Regions from separate parts of the Mus musculus genome. Here all the other regions are linked to region 1. Evidence: chromatin contacts called from public Hi-C data. All regions are on one chromosome and are shown on one strand. Each heading gives the region's core, a stretch centred on a gene start, on an enhancer-like site or on the middle of the called end of the contact. The rest is flanking DNA. Distances are from core to core; before and after follow the strand shown. Region 1 overlaps Atg10 (autophagy related 10). Region 2 holds the start of Rps23 (ribosomal protein S23). Region 3 overlaps Atg10 (autophagy related 10).

Region 1 (4,358 bases), core at 1,387-3,886:
ACCACTTGGTCCATTTCTCAATAAAGATTAAGAACAACGGGAAAGAGAAAGGTAAATGGAAGAAATAAGTTAGAATTCAATCTAGAATAAACATAAAAATCTCCAGTTAAGGTGTCAGGATGGGTGTTTAAACCTATGACTCTATTGAGATCAAGGCCATTTGGCATAAACAGACTCTTTAAACTGCATTATCAACATTTACCATTTGCTCCCAGCCAAGTCCATCAAGGAACAACAGGACATAAATGTCCATGGAACAATAAAAATGATGAGAATGGAAGTCTTTGTTGTGGTACAAACAACTGATGCAGAGGGCTTTAAAAGCAGTGGGCGGGCTAAGTGAGAGACACACAAGGGGCACATACAACACCTTTCATCAAACTCCAGCACCACAAAAGTACAAGGTAGAAAAAGAGATGCACCAATATATACAGGATAACACTGATGCTCTGTGGGGAGTCAATCCACAAGACAGAACTCAAAACCAGACTCATTATGGTTTATTTTTATTTTTGCAGCCTCTCAAAGAAAAGGGCAGAGACCTCTCACTCAAAAACTTGATGATAAATAGTACTACCTCTGCCCTGCCCAAACCAACAAGGACAAAAGCAGTTAAGAGAAACAGAGCCCCGAGAAGAACTCACTTCTCTTCAGTCCGTGCGATCATTTTGGGAACCAAGTTCCTGGTTAGGCATGGTCGCGCCCACAACCATAAGCAAGTTTTTGGGAGGCTTGCAGAAGGAGAAATGTGAGTGAGGGAAGCTTAGACAAAAGAGTGAGACCTTGTTTCAGCAGTAGTAGTAGCAGTAGTAGGGAAAGTAAAAGAGGAAGCACCATGTTCTTAGGAGTCTTACTGATATGAGAGGCATCCGGAAGTAAAGGCTACATGAACTTGGCCATCTGCCTTCAAGAATCACATAAAGAAACCTATTTAGAGATAGGATAGCTGCTCAGCTAGGCTGGATTCATGCTTTGGGTCTTCAGGATGCTCCATTCTCCTTAGTTTACTATATCTATGGTCTCTGAGAAGCAACGGATTCAATAGTAAAGATATGTAAATAGTTTGGCCTTAGGTCTCCTGGAGAGAGCACCACCACTTCTTCCTTATACCTTGTCACAACAGTGAGAACAGTATTACATCCACAATATTTTAGTCTTTTGGCTATACTTAGAAATGCTTAGAGAGTCTTCACTATTGACTTATCCAGAAAGCATCTGCTGATGCTTGCCTACGGATGACGATGTGAATAACAAAATTAGCAAGGTGAGCATGGCGTGTGTGTAAAATGCCACGTAACTATCAAGCACAGATCCATAATCAATGCTTCTCACTTTGTAGGTAATCAACACTGATATCCTTCACTACTTTTTATATGTTTGCGTACCATCTGGTAGGAGGGCAAATAAACAGACACATTATTATACTGCAGTGTGTGAGGTGATGACATGGTCTGATGAGAGATATGAGACAGGACGTGGGAGGAGCAAGGGTAGTCAGCATGTTAGCTGAGTCTCAGGCAGACACTGAATCATATACAGGAGCCACAGGAACTCAAAGCACAGTGGATTTGCATGTCAAGAAACAAAACAGATTCAGAAGAAATCTCAACCAGTTGATAAAGGGGGCAATGTCAGTTTCAATGGGAACTACCAAACCCTTGCTTTACTTTTCCTGTGTGTGTATGTGTGTATGTGTGTGTGTGAGTGTATAGAAAAAAAATCAAAGTTAAGCAGAGAAATTGATTTTTACTAACAGATGCAAAAGAAACTCTAACTCCTGTCACAAACAAATAAACTATTTTTTGCAACATCAAACAAAAGAAAAAATGGGGAGGAATGAGGAAAAAAGGAAAGAGAAAGAAAGACAGACAGACAAGACCCTTGGGCAAGAATTTTTACAATCATCCTGTTTCTAGGTCAGATTCTCTTGGTAGGAAACAAACAACAACAACAACAACAACAACAACAACAAAACCACCACCAATAACAAAAGCCCAGGCCTGGAATAAGAAGACGACGCTAGGAATGCATTCTCTACACCATCAGACTTTTAACACATGAACAGCCAGGCTAAGCAGACGTTGAAAGGAGGACTGGACTAGGGAGAATACGTTAAAAAATGACTCATAAATGAAGAATGGTGCATTCTTAGAAGGCCCCTGAGTTTACGTTAGGTAAAAGCAAAATTTAAAAGTACACAGAATGATCAAGCAATGAACCATTTTCCAGTTTTCTCCACAAGAAAACATCTCAATATGCTTTATAAAATATAATCCCATATTTTAATGTGCATAAGCAAATGAATTCTGGAATTAAAAAGAACTAAAAATCAATTCCATACAAGACAGAATGAGAGGTTGGGAATATATTTTTACAAAAAACAAATGACCTCTTTGGTTTTCTTTATCAGGTACACAGGAAGGGTGCCTTGAAATTCTAAAAATAGAACCAGGAGTGCTACTTGTGTATGTGTGTTTTAAGAACTAAAATCACCATGTAGAAAGGCATGCAGGAAGCACACTAATGTCATTAAAATATAATTGGACTTGCAGGAACAATCACTGTGCTGTGCTGTAAGGGGAGCTGTTGGCACGTGCAGAGCACAGAGCCAGCGTGAGCTCATCAGCCGGTCTCGGCAAGACCCACTTCCAGCTAGAAGCAGCCATGTTGCAATCCCTCGCATCCCTGATGCTGACAAGCTAAAGGACTTGTTTTGTCTCTGGAAATTCGTCTCTGGTGATTAAGTGCTTACAGTGAATACCGATCACATGAAAGAACAGTTCTGAAGAATCCGAATGAGTGCCCTGTGTCCTCTACCTGCAGCCCTGGCTTGTCTTTGAATCTAGATAGCGCTAGGCAGGGCGACTGCAAACTAGAATCAAGGAAGCATTCCCCACCTCCTCTACCCCACGTAACAAATATATTCCCCAACTTTTAGTAGAGGGCACAGTGTAGAGACAAGAAATCCTCTTTAACCTCTGGACTCTAAATCAAATATTATTACAATAAAGCAAATGTTTTAAAGGTTAGGAGTAATCATATGGATGAATCTGCAGCAAGAGTTTGAGAGTTAGTAACTATCTGTGTCCTCAAGTCCCAGGTTAAAAATTTACCCAAAATTGTCAGTTCTTAGGAACTGCACCTCAGATTAAAATCTTCTCACCAGGGATTCTCTAAGAATTTGCTCTTGTTTTAAATCGTAAGTGCTTGTAAAACTGCCAGCCCTGCAAAACTGGAGACCATTAAACAATATAAAGCAGTGAGTGATTAAACCCACCAAATACACACTCAAAGCAGCTTATGCTACTTTTTAATTAAAAATAAGAGATCATTGGCTAAATTCACATGTCTTAGCTATCCAGAAATTAGTAGTCTGCAAATGCAAACTGTTACCGAGAAAGGCATGCACAAAACCACACACAAGGTAAGAGGTGGACTGGATGGAGCTCTGAGTCCAAGGCCTGAAGTTGACCTAATTTACCCAGGGCATACCCAGACATCTCCAAGCTGCAGTGTGAGGACTCCATGTGGCATCATTAGCAGAGGCCTCCAAGGAGACAAGGTGTCCACCTTCTTGTCAGGCAATGCGTTAGATCACAGCATATCGAGGCACTGAGGCATGAGGTGTGTAGATGACTAGTGGAGGTGTTACTGCTATTCTTAAATACCCCTTAACCTAACCAATAAGCATTTCTTGAAATAACCATAAGCTCTTGGTGAAAGAAGCCCAGGAACTTAGGAGTTAATGGCATCACTTGAGACAGAAAGAAATTTTTTACTGCAAAGTTAGAAGTAAATAAACATTGCAGCTTTAAGTTGTTCCTACTTGTTTAAAGTCAAGAAAGGCCAGGGGGCTTAGTCAACTTCAGGCAAGGGGCCAAAACTGTGAAGATGAGATTTAAGGCTGGGATGATATCATTCACTATGAAGTCTGCTCTTTCTGAAGCATGAGAAGTTTTACTGGTGAAACCTTACCTCAACTACAGCTTTTTATTTTTAACCTCTGTTTTCTTCCCCTCTCAGGAATGATTTTCCAAATATGCTCCCTGTCTTATATGGAAAGTTTATAAATTTGCTTTCTGTATTAGACATGGTCTTACCTAAAAAGCTTGCCCTAAAGTAAAGAACCGGCACTTGGTAACTACAAGAGTATAAGACATGATACTCATGTTTAATCACTTCTGCCACCGCTGCAGGTCTCGTCACTTCAGAATCATCCATTGGTAGCTCTAAATTCTCCTGGGGGGGGAAAAAAAGCAGAGACTAAGCCAAACTGTGTATGTCAATGAATACAGAAACAACAACAAAACCCAAGTGCACACATGGAAAGAGAAGGGTGAGAGCTTCTCCTTGCAAAT
Region 2 (4,358 bases), core at 600-3,099, 120 kb before region 1:
CCAATAGGTTTTACATCACAATGTGAGTTCTAGGACAGAGTAGGCAAGGAAAGGCTGTTCAGAGGGCTAAACTGAGCGCAAGATAAGGTACTAACTAGCCTTTGGAGCTACAACATTCCAATCTCTCCAGCCTCTACAGACACATTCTTTTCAGGAGTTTTCCTTCCTACTCAAGATCCAGGCCTCAAAAATCCTGTTGATTCTACTGCAAAACTGTAAAACCAATCCAGGAAGGTCAGCACCTCCCCTGAGCGTCCAAGCCACACTCACCTCCTGCTTTTACAATCACACCTTCCTAAATGCTTCCCAGACTCATCTGTTTTTGTCTCTTTACAACTAATCTCAGATAAATGCAAAGTATTCTTAAAGAATCCCCCAGCTTAGTGAGAGCACTGACTGCTCTTCTGAAGGTCCCGAGTTCAAATCCCAGCAACCACATGGTGGCTCACAACCACCCGTAATGAGATCTGATGCCCTCTTCTGGAGTGTTAGAAGACAGCTACAGTGTACTTATGTATAATAATAAATAAATCTTTGGGCCTGAGAGAGCAGGGACTGAGCAAATGGAGTTGACCCAAGCAAGCAGGGCCGACCGGGGAGCAGAGGTCCTAAAATTCAATTCCCAACAACCACATGAAGGCTCACATCCATCTGTAGAGCTACAGTGTACTTACATACATAAAATAAACAGATCTAAAAAAAAAAAAAAAAAAAAAAAAAGAATCCCCAGCTTAAATCTAAAGATTTAATATCAGAGGAGAGTTTCAGAAGGCTTTACTGCGGTAAAGTTCTGTTTGTTTGGTTTGTTTGGTTGTTTGGTTGTTTTTGAGACAGGGTTTCTCTGTGTAGCCCTGGCTGTCCTGGAACTCACTCTGTAGACCAGGCTGGCTTCAAACTCAGGAATTCACCTGCCTCTGCCTCTCAAGTGCTGGGATTAAAGGCATGCACCACCATGCCCAGCTGTAAAGTTCTGTAATGCCCAGGCTTTCAGAACCACTGTTGCTTTTTTTTTTTAATCTCTCAGTTCAATTGACAAGAGAACCACCTTTCACTTCTGGAAGGCTGTATCCTATGCTAAATATAGGCTCCCAGCTCAAATGTAACCTACAGGGATACCTTCTTAAAGTCCACCCCTTCACTAAAAAGCTTCATTTTTCTATAACATTTGTCAGTGTGTAAAGATATTTTTTTATATTTATAGGCTCTGTCCCTTTACCTAGAATATAAACTTAACGAGAAAAATCTTCGTTCTCTTAACTGCCAAATATCCAGTGCAAAGACATTAAAATTTTCATTTTTATGTGACTCAACATCCCAGAAAAACTACAGGAAAGATTCGGGTTGTAAAGGTACTAGAATTAAGCAAGGACGCACAACCAACAAATGTCAGCTCACTGTTTAAAGCTCAAGTCTGGCTAGAAACAACAACAACAAAAATAATCGATTTTTCATCACTGAATCATTGCCTCACTAAAATTTACAATTTACTGACGCTGGGAACCTCCTACTCCGTCCAGCCCCACCCCGCTCCGCCCTTTCCGAATTAGCACCGCCCAGCCCTGGGCCTGAGGTGTGGGGGGGTGGGGGGGTGGGTTGAGGGAGTTGCAGAGGACGCCTGCGCAGTGAGCAGTTAGCGCAAAGATTTCTGGGATTGGTAGTCCGTATTCCTCTAGCCTTGTCATTTGCCTGAAAAGGAAATAACAGCGTAAATGAAATTGCTTTGGATTTGATACATATTAAACAAAACTCTGTGTCTCACAAAAGTGGAGGCACTGAATCGTTTCCTCCACCCACACACTCCCCGGTACAGGCGCCGCTTGGACAGCCGCACGGGGCCTTCGGCTGGGCGGGGCTTCCCGCAATGCCTTGTGGGTCCTTCCTGCACCTCCTCTCTCTTTCTCTTGGGCCCGTGGCGCCGGCAAGATGGGTGAGCTGTGCGGGGCTGGGCTGAGGGGCCGCCGCAGGGCTCTAGAGCTCGGGATACGGCCTATCGTGGGGAGATAGAGCGGAGAGTAGGGCTGTAACCGGGCGGAGGTCGGGAGAAGGGGCGCCGTCCCGCGGGCACGTGGCCATACGGAAGAGTTCCTGCGGCCTTCGGGCGGCCTTGCCGGGACCCATTACCCTGGAAATTTAAGTAAGCGTAAAGGCCCCAGCCTGGGTTTGTGTGCAGCTCCGAGTTAGGGGATTTCGAGGGTAATTGGCCCACGTGCTAAGAGGAGCCACAGGTCTCTGGCGCAAACGTCCCTTCTGCTGAAGCTCGTGTGCGGAAGCGCGGGCTCGGTTTGCGGAGCATTCAGTGATGTGTGTTTTTTAGGCAAGTGTCGTGGTCTCCGAACTGCCCGGAAGCTCCGCAGTCACCGACGGGACCAGAAGTGGCATGACAAACAGTACAAGAAAGCCCACTTGGGCACAGCCCTGAAGGCCAATCCGTTTGGGGGTGCCTCTCATGCAAAGGGAATTGTGCTGGAAAAAGTGTAAGTCAAAAGCTGCGCGCTAGAAGCGATGGTTTACCGTAGTTGAGAACGAAGTAGTTCTTCAAAAGTCGCAAAAGATCCTGAGCCTGCGTTGGTTGGGGTTTTTATAAGGAAAAAATGGGAAATGTGCTTGTTTATGTTCGGCCAGGGATGAGATTACTAAAGTTTTTAATTTCGGCTGTAGTCTGGAAGGAATGGAAGAAGTAAAAGTAATATAGTACATACTAAAGCATACATTGAACAGTTGGGGGGGGGGCTATACCTTAAGCAGCTGGTACATTCTTAGTATCTTTTTGGAGTTGAGAAAATTCCTTTTCTGGCATGTTTCTGGTGCATTGGCTTTTTAGAGTGATGATTTTTTTTTTTTGTGTGTGGCGTTCACAAATTTCGCAACAAGAGTTTGAATCCTCATTTTTACCACTCCAGTGGCGCTAAAGTTCGATTTTGCCTGTAAAAACTTCATTAAAATAGTGGCATCTGCAGGATTTGAGACTGGATTGACTAGGAGCTGCTTCTACTTTTATTCTTAATCGAATTTTAAAAACCTTACTGACTTCACATGTGCCATTGATATTGCAGAGGGGTTGAGGCCAAACAGCCAAATTCTGCCATCAGGAAGTGCGTCAGGGTGCAGCTCATTAAGAACGGGAAGAAGATCACAGCGTTCGTGCCCAATGATGGCTGCCTGAACTTCATTGAGGTGACTTATTTTATTTCTTTTAATATTTAATTTGCCAGGTGGGTATTTTAATTGCCACTGATACCTAAAATGGCCTTTATTTTATTTCAGGAAAATGATGAAGTTCTGGTTGCTGGATTTGGTCGAAAAGGTCATGCTGTAGGTGATATTCCTGGAGTCCGCTTTAAGGTGGTTAAAGTAGCCAATGTTTCTCTGTTGGCTCTATACAAAGGCAAGAAAGAAAGGCCAAGATCATAAAATTTGACAATGGAAACACAGTAATAAATTTTCATATTCTGAAAAAATATTTTGTGTCTTACTTCCTGCCCTGAAACTCCAAAAATATTTTACCAGTTTTAGGAGACAGCTACTAAAATACTTTGTAACTGTTACAGCTACAGTATAGAAATAACACTGCAATAAGTGGACACTGTCAACATGTGCAGTATTCTAAATGTGCCTTGAATTTCTATTGTTCCTTGGCAATTGTCAAGTTTAATAAAGTGTCATAGAGGTCTTTAATTGACCTGGTCTATAGGATAATTTTCGGTGATTGTGGAGAACTTAGTATGCAGAATTCTAGAGGGTAAGGCTATAGTAATCCCAGTATTTGGGAGCAAGGGGCAGGAAGAATGCTTTGGGTGTGTGGGAGGGGTGTAATTTGTGTGCTTAGTTGTGGAGAGCTTGGGCTAAAGTAAACTGGGGGGCACAGGGAAAGGTTTGAGCAAGGAAGAATGCATACCTTAAAATTGGTAATTTTTACCTCAAAGGTATACAGTGAAAGGGGCTGCTGAGAGCTCAAGAGTAAAGCACTTGCAAGCTGCAGGACCCGAGCTCAGATGACCTTCCTCAGTAAATGAAGGAGACACCCTGTATCCCGCTTTGCTCTTGCTACTTGAGTCTATTGTCTTGCACCTAATTGGTTCAAAGCATTCTTTAATCTCTGCAAACCTTGCCCTCACAGGGGTTATATTTTCAAGGGAAGATCACAAATCACAGCTGGGCGTGGTGGCGTACACCTTTAATTTATTCCAGCACTTGGGAGGCAGAGGCAGGTGAATTTCTTGAGTTCGAGGCCAGCCTGATTGGCAGAGTGAGTTCCAGGACAGCCAGGGCTACACAAAGAAACCCTGTCTCAAAAAAAAAAAAATCACAGATTGTATCAGCACTAGAGTAGACCCAAGTCTGGCTACAGATTTCATACA
Region 3 (4,358 bases), core at 884-3,383, 97 kb after region 1:
TATGTTACCCCTTAAATGAGTCAGAGGGGCTGGAGAGATGGGTCGTGTCTACTTAAGAGCATTTGCCGCCCTTGCCAAGGACTCAGCCTTCACTCTCAGCACCCACACAGCTGCGCACAGCTGTCTGTATGTTCTGGCGCATAAGATAACCTCTTCTGACTTGTCCAGGCATCAGGTACAGATGTGGTACAAAGAAATACATGCAGACCATACACATAAAATAAAATTTAAAAGATAAATTAGTATTTATCCTGTCTTTGATCTTGCACATAACTTAAGAAGAATCACAAAGAATCACAAAGGGCGTCAGCCGCACCGATAGTTATTTACTTTAGAAACAAATCAGTCACCAAGTCTGGTGATGCAAACCTGGGCTCTCAGTACTTAGTTGCAGAGCAGATCTAGATGTTGAGGGGCAGCCTGGGCTACACAATGAGTTTCAGACCAGACAAGGCTACAAAATGAGACCCTATCTCCAAAACCCACAAATGAATACATGAACAAACAAACAAAGGGAAAATTTACAAATCCATGTATCTAGAAGCTTGTGGCTACAGTGCGTGATTTCTTCTACTTGCTTATATTTATAGACATTAAACAGAAACTTTTTGATGTCTCAATGCTGCTTCAATAATTACATCTCCAAATACTAAGCTATTCATGCCTCTTACTCATCATTTGCACTTATCGTCATATCTATACTTCAATCCAAAATTAGCAACTGCTTTACAGAGAAATTGCTAACATTTACTAAGAACAGTGGCTTGCCATTTGTTCCATCATGAAAAAAATAATATCCTAATATATGAGTCTACTTTGGACATACAAAATAGAACTCGTCCAAGAAGCCCTTCAGTAACCCCTGAGGGCAGTGGGCATATAGGAAGACAGGCTTCTCGGAGGGTCATCCTTCTCTGGGTGTGTTCCTGGCCACTGAGATCGCCTCTCCCAGTGAAATTCGGGTTGATGCTTCAGGGAGTTTACAATGGGTTGTTTTCGTTGAAGACTTCACCCTCTATGATATCCTACCTGCGGTTGTCTAAAGAAAGGCTCAGTTGGTGAACTACTAGGCCCTAGGACAAAAATCTGTTTCTTTTTTTTCTTTTTCCAGTAACATACTATTGCTACTTTTATGATTCTATCATTTTCATAGTTAAAAAAAATGTAATCTGAAGGTGCAACCTGAGGCTCTGAAGTATCAAGGATAGTAAACCAATAAATAATAATAATATGCTCGGTGCCCATCTCCAACCCTCTGCAAAAGAAATGGAATGTCAGTAATGGAGCTTCAGGAAAACTCCAGATACAATAATATAAAAGCCATTAACCATGTAATTCCCTTGCAAATGTTCGCTGGTAATTTGCTCCTCATTACTATCAACGGTGACACTCCATGTGCATCTCACTATTTCCTCTTACTGAGTGGGACAATACTAAGTATGACAGAGCCTCTGTCCCTGCTTCTTCAATTTTATATTTTTGACCTTTTTGAGCCAGCAAGTTAAGAGTTCCACAGAATGTTTTCAAATTTTTGTTACTTTTCAACCATACATACATATGATTTATAAAGATTATTAATTTTTCTTGGGTTACTTTATGACCTAAAAGTTAATAATGAACTAAGGTTAACAATTTCTTTCATCAAAAATAATTATTTAATTGAAATATAGCAAGGGCAGGGGCACATTAATAAGAAAGAAGGATGTTTCTTTACAGGATTCTACTACTTTGTAGGCTAATTCAAAAATGTAATTTTTATGAAGGAGTTTGAACACAGGTACTCTGCATGGATGAACAATTCTTCCCCCAGAAGACATGGATATTAAATGAAAATCTCAGTACCAGATGTGGGATGCCTTCCTGTGAGTCACTGGTCAGGCCTCAGAGGTCCCCCAAACAACACAGGTCATTGTCCTTCCTTCTGCAATGTGATTACATTACCATTACCATAACTACATAGTAAGGCCTTACTGCTGAAAATAACAACACATCTGGTTGTATTTCTGCATGACATACAGAAATAAAGCCAGAACAGATATGAAAACTTCCCTGCTGGCTAGTTCTCATAGAGCCAGAGGTGCTATGCAGGACACTGAAGAAAACAAGACACTGGTGGCCTTACACAGCACTGGATCCTGCTGCATGCTACAATACTGACCAGCAAGGCACACTGGACCCACTGGTGTAACAGTGGGATGGCTAGTCTGGGAGTGACCAATCACTTTCTGGTTGGATGTGAAGCCTACTCCACAAGAGGGAACATAATAGCTGGTACTTTAAACCTAGCCAGAATGCCATTGTTAAGGAGGCCCTCGCAGGGAACCTAGTGTTGTTTTGTCAAATAGATTTGTTGTAAAAATTGCCTTCTATATATTTATGCTCATACCATGGTGAATATTACTCTCAGCCCCGAGAAGCTTCTTTCTGCGGGGAACAGCAGTTAGTATGGAGGCTTGTAACTGGTCAAAGGGCTAAGAAACTGACTATTGGATGTTCAGCCCTAAATGGGGTATCTATATCAATACTTCACACCCCAGGACTCAGAACATCACGAATGAGGGAGCAGAAAATTTGCAGCAGGCAGAGGAAGGGAAGAGATGCTGTGAAAGGCCACTTTCTGCACACGGATGGCTGTTCCACTCATGGGCTCACTGCAGCTCTGGGTACCCACACATGACCTGCACAAGCAACGGACCAGTCAGCATTCCAGCATGTGAAATCAACTGGACTCCATGGGTAAAAGCAAAAAAGGTCATGAAGATACTAGAGGGATGGATGAAGGTTGTCAGGGAGGTGGAAGGGGACCTGGAGGTACATTTAGATCTACTATATACAGAAATGTATGACATGGTCAAATAATGTCGAAAAACAATCTAAGAATAAACGAGTAAAATGTTTAGGAAAGAAAACTGACATAAATGGAATATACAGTTTGTGCTCCTGCTTCTACCCCAAACTATCACCTCATCTATAGAAACGAGGCTTGATAAGGATTTTCAGTAAAGCCCATATTCAACAAAGCAGATAGCTGTTAGCCGTGTTTTCACTGCAGCCAAGTGATCACATCTCCTTTTACTATGAAAAGTCTTCAGTCCAATAGGAAAGTTCATAAACTGACAATGAGAAGTATAAGCCCAAACATGTACTTATGAAAACAAGTGTCACACAAAACATCGGATCCCAGAGGGCAGCTCTGATTGTCGTCCTTAGGATATCCCCTTTTCTGCATGGAGGATGATAAGTCAGTGTCGTGGCTTGTGCGGGGGCGGGGCTGGGAAAGACATGGTCTTACTTCTCACGATGTCAGAAATGTAGCAGGTGAGTCACAGCAGTGATTCTATGTCTCACCTCCACTGACCGACTTCCAAGAACTTCTGCTTCCCAGTACCAGCACAAAAGATACTGCAATGCAGTCAACCACAGAGATTTGGATCTTCATCTATCCCATTTTAATGATAATTTTAAATTACAGTTAGTCAAAAAGGTAGAGATCATGATGTTCCCTTTCCATCCCATTTCATGTCAAATTTTTAATGTTTATTTGTGCATGAGAGGGGGTGACAGGTCACAGAGCATAAACTAGAGAATATCTTATAGAACTCAGTTCTTTACTCCTACCAGGAGAGGGGACTCAAGTCGTTAATTCTGGCTGCAAGCACACTGACCTGCTCCAGAGTCAACTTGCCAGTTCCGCTTTGATATTTTAAAATCCACTGTAGATGATATCACAGGCATATAAATCTAAATCTAGCTATTTTTCTATAATCAAGACAGGTGGGCCATGATAGAACAGAAAAGTGAATTGATTTCCTATATGGCACAAAGCAGATCTTTTGAAAATTCAGCTATTAGCAGAGGTATCTTTTTGTACGTTTTAAAATATAAAACTTAATATAAGCCAAGAGTGGTGGCTCGCACCTATGCTCTCAGAACTTGGTAGGATAAAGGAAGAAAGAGGACATCCATGGATTTAAAGCCAGGCCTGGACACACAGTGAGATAATGCAGCTTGAACTACAAAGTCAGACTCTGTCTAGAAACAAAGTGGGATTTATTCATAAACTATTTATTAGCCATTAAGTTGTAAGAAGTCCCTGGTTTACTCTTCTACAGTATTCAAGTATCCTTCCTGAACTGTTTGAAGTAAGGAGTTATATACACTGATCATCTAAGGAACATTTGCTGCCCGAAGATAAAGGTTATTTGAACTTCATGCAATGTGTTTCTCAAACCATGTACCTAAACTCCACACCTCTGCCACCTTTTGAACATACAAAGCTGGAGGGCCATGCCCATTGCCCTTCAGTAGCACATGGCCCTCAACACTTCCAGCCAACTGGTTTCAGTGACTCCTCATGT

What was found. A called contact is a pair of places that touch in the nucleus more often than the background predicts.
Region 2: a contact with region 1 is called in a Hi-C map of cortical neurons, with 1.9 times the contacts expected there. The contact joins the promoter of Rps23 here to the enhancer-like site in region 1. A contact is called at or near these places in 1 of 39 promoter capture datasets (hippocampal neurons), 3 of 484 Hi-C or Micro-C datasets (the N1E-115 cell line, cortical neurons and nephron progenitors) and 2 of 9 other capture datasets (adipose tissue and liver).
Region 3: a Hi-C map of the N1E-115 cell line shows a contact between it and region 1, with 2.5 times the contacts expected there. The contact joins two enhancer-like sites. A contact is called at or near these places in 1 of 484 Hi-C or Micro-C datasets (the N1E-115 cell line) and 1 of 9 other capture datasets (pancreatic islet).

What each region holds. Positions count from the first base shown.
Region 1 is chr13:91,036,750-91,041,107 of GRCm38.p6, forward strand. Atg10 (autophagy related 10) reads right to left here. Exons shown (of 8, transcript NM_025770.3): 4 at 4,101-4,239. Among named protein-coding and RNA genes, the nearest start is that of Gm46434, 110 kb to the left of the region's middle. Within about 2 kb of position 2,637, at least 128 of the 459 cell types and tissues checked have an H3K27ac peak or open chromatin away from gene starts, as enhancers often do. A contact at or near this core is called in the N1E-115 cell line, cortical neurons, hippocampal neurons and 1 more, where this site is marked.
Region 2 is chr13:90,921,273-90,925,630 of GRCm38.p6, forward strand. Rps23 (ribosomal protein S23) reads left to right here and starts at 1,850. Exons shown (of 4, transcript NM_024175.3): 1 at 1,850-1,927; 2 at 2,315-2,474; 3 at 3,054-3,174; 4 at 3,265-3,460. The coding sequence starts at 1,924. The coding sequence ends at 3,411.
Region 3 is chr13:91,134,623-91,138,980 of GRCm38.p6, forward strand. All of the region lies in intron 3 of Atg10 (autophagy related 10), which reads right to left. Among named protein-coding and RNA genes, the nearest start is that of Atg10, 87 kb to the right of the region's middle. Within about 2 kb of position 2,134, at least 4 of the 459 cell types and tissues checked have an H3K27ac peak or open chromatin away from gene starts, as enhancers often do. A contact at or near this core is called in the N1E-115 cell line, where this site is marked.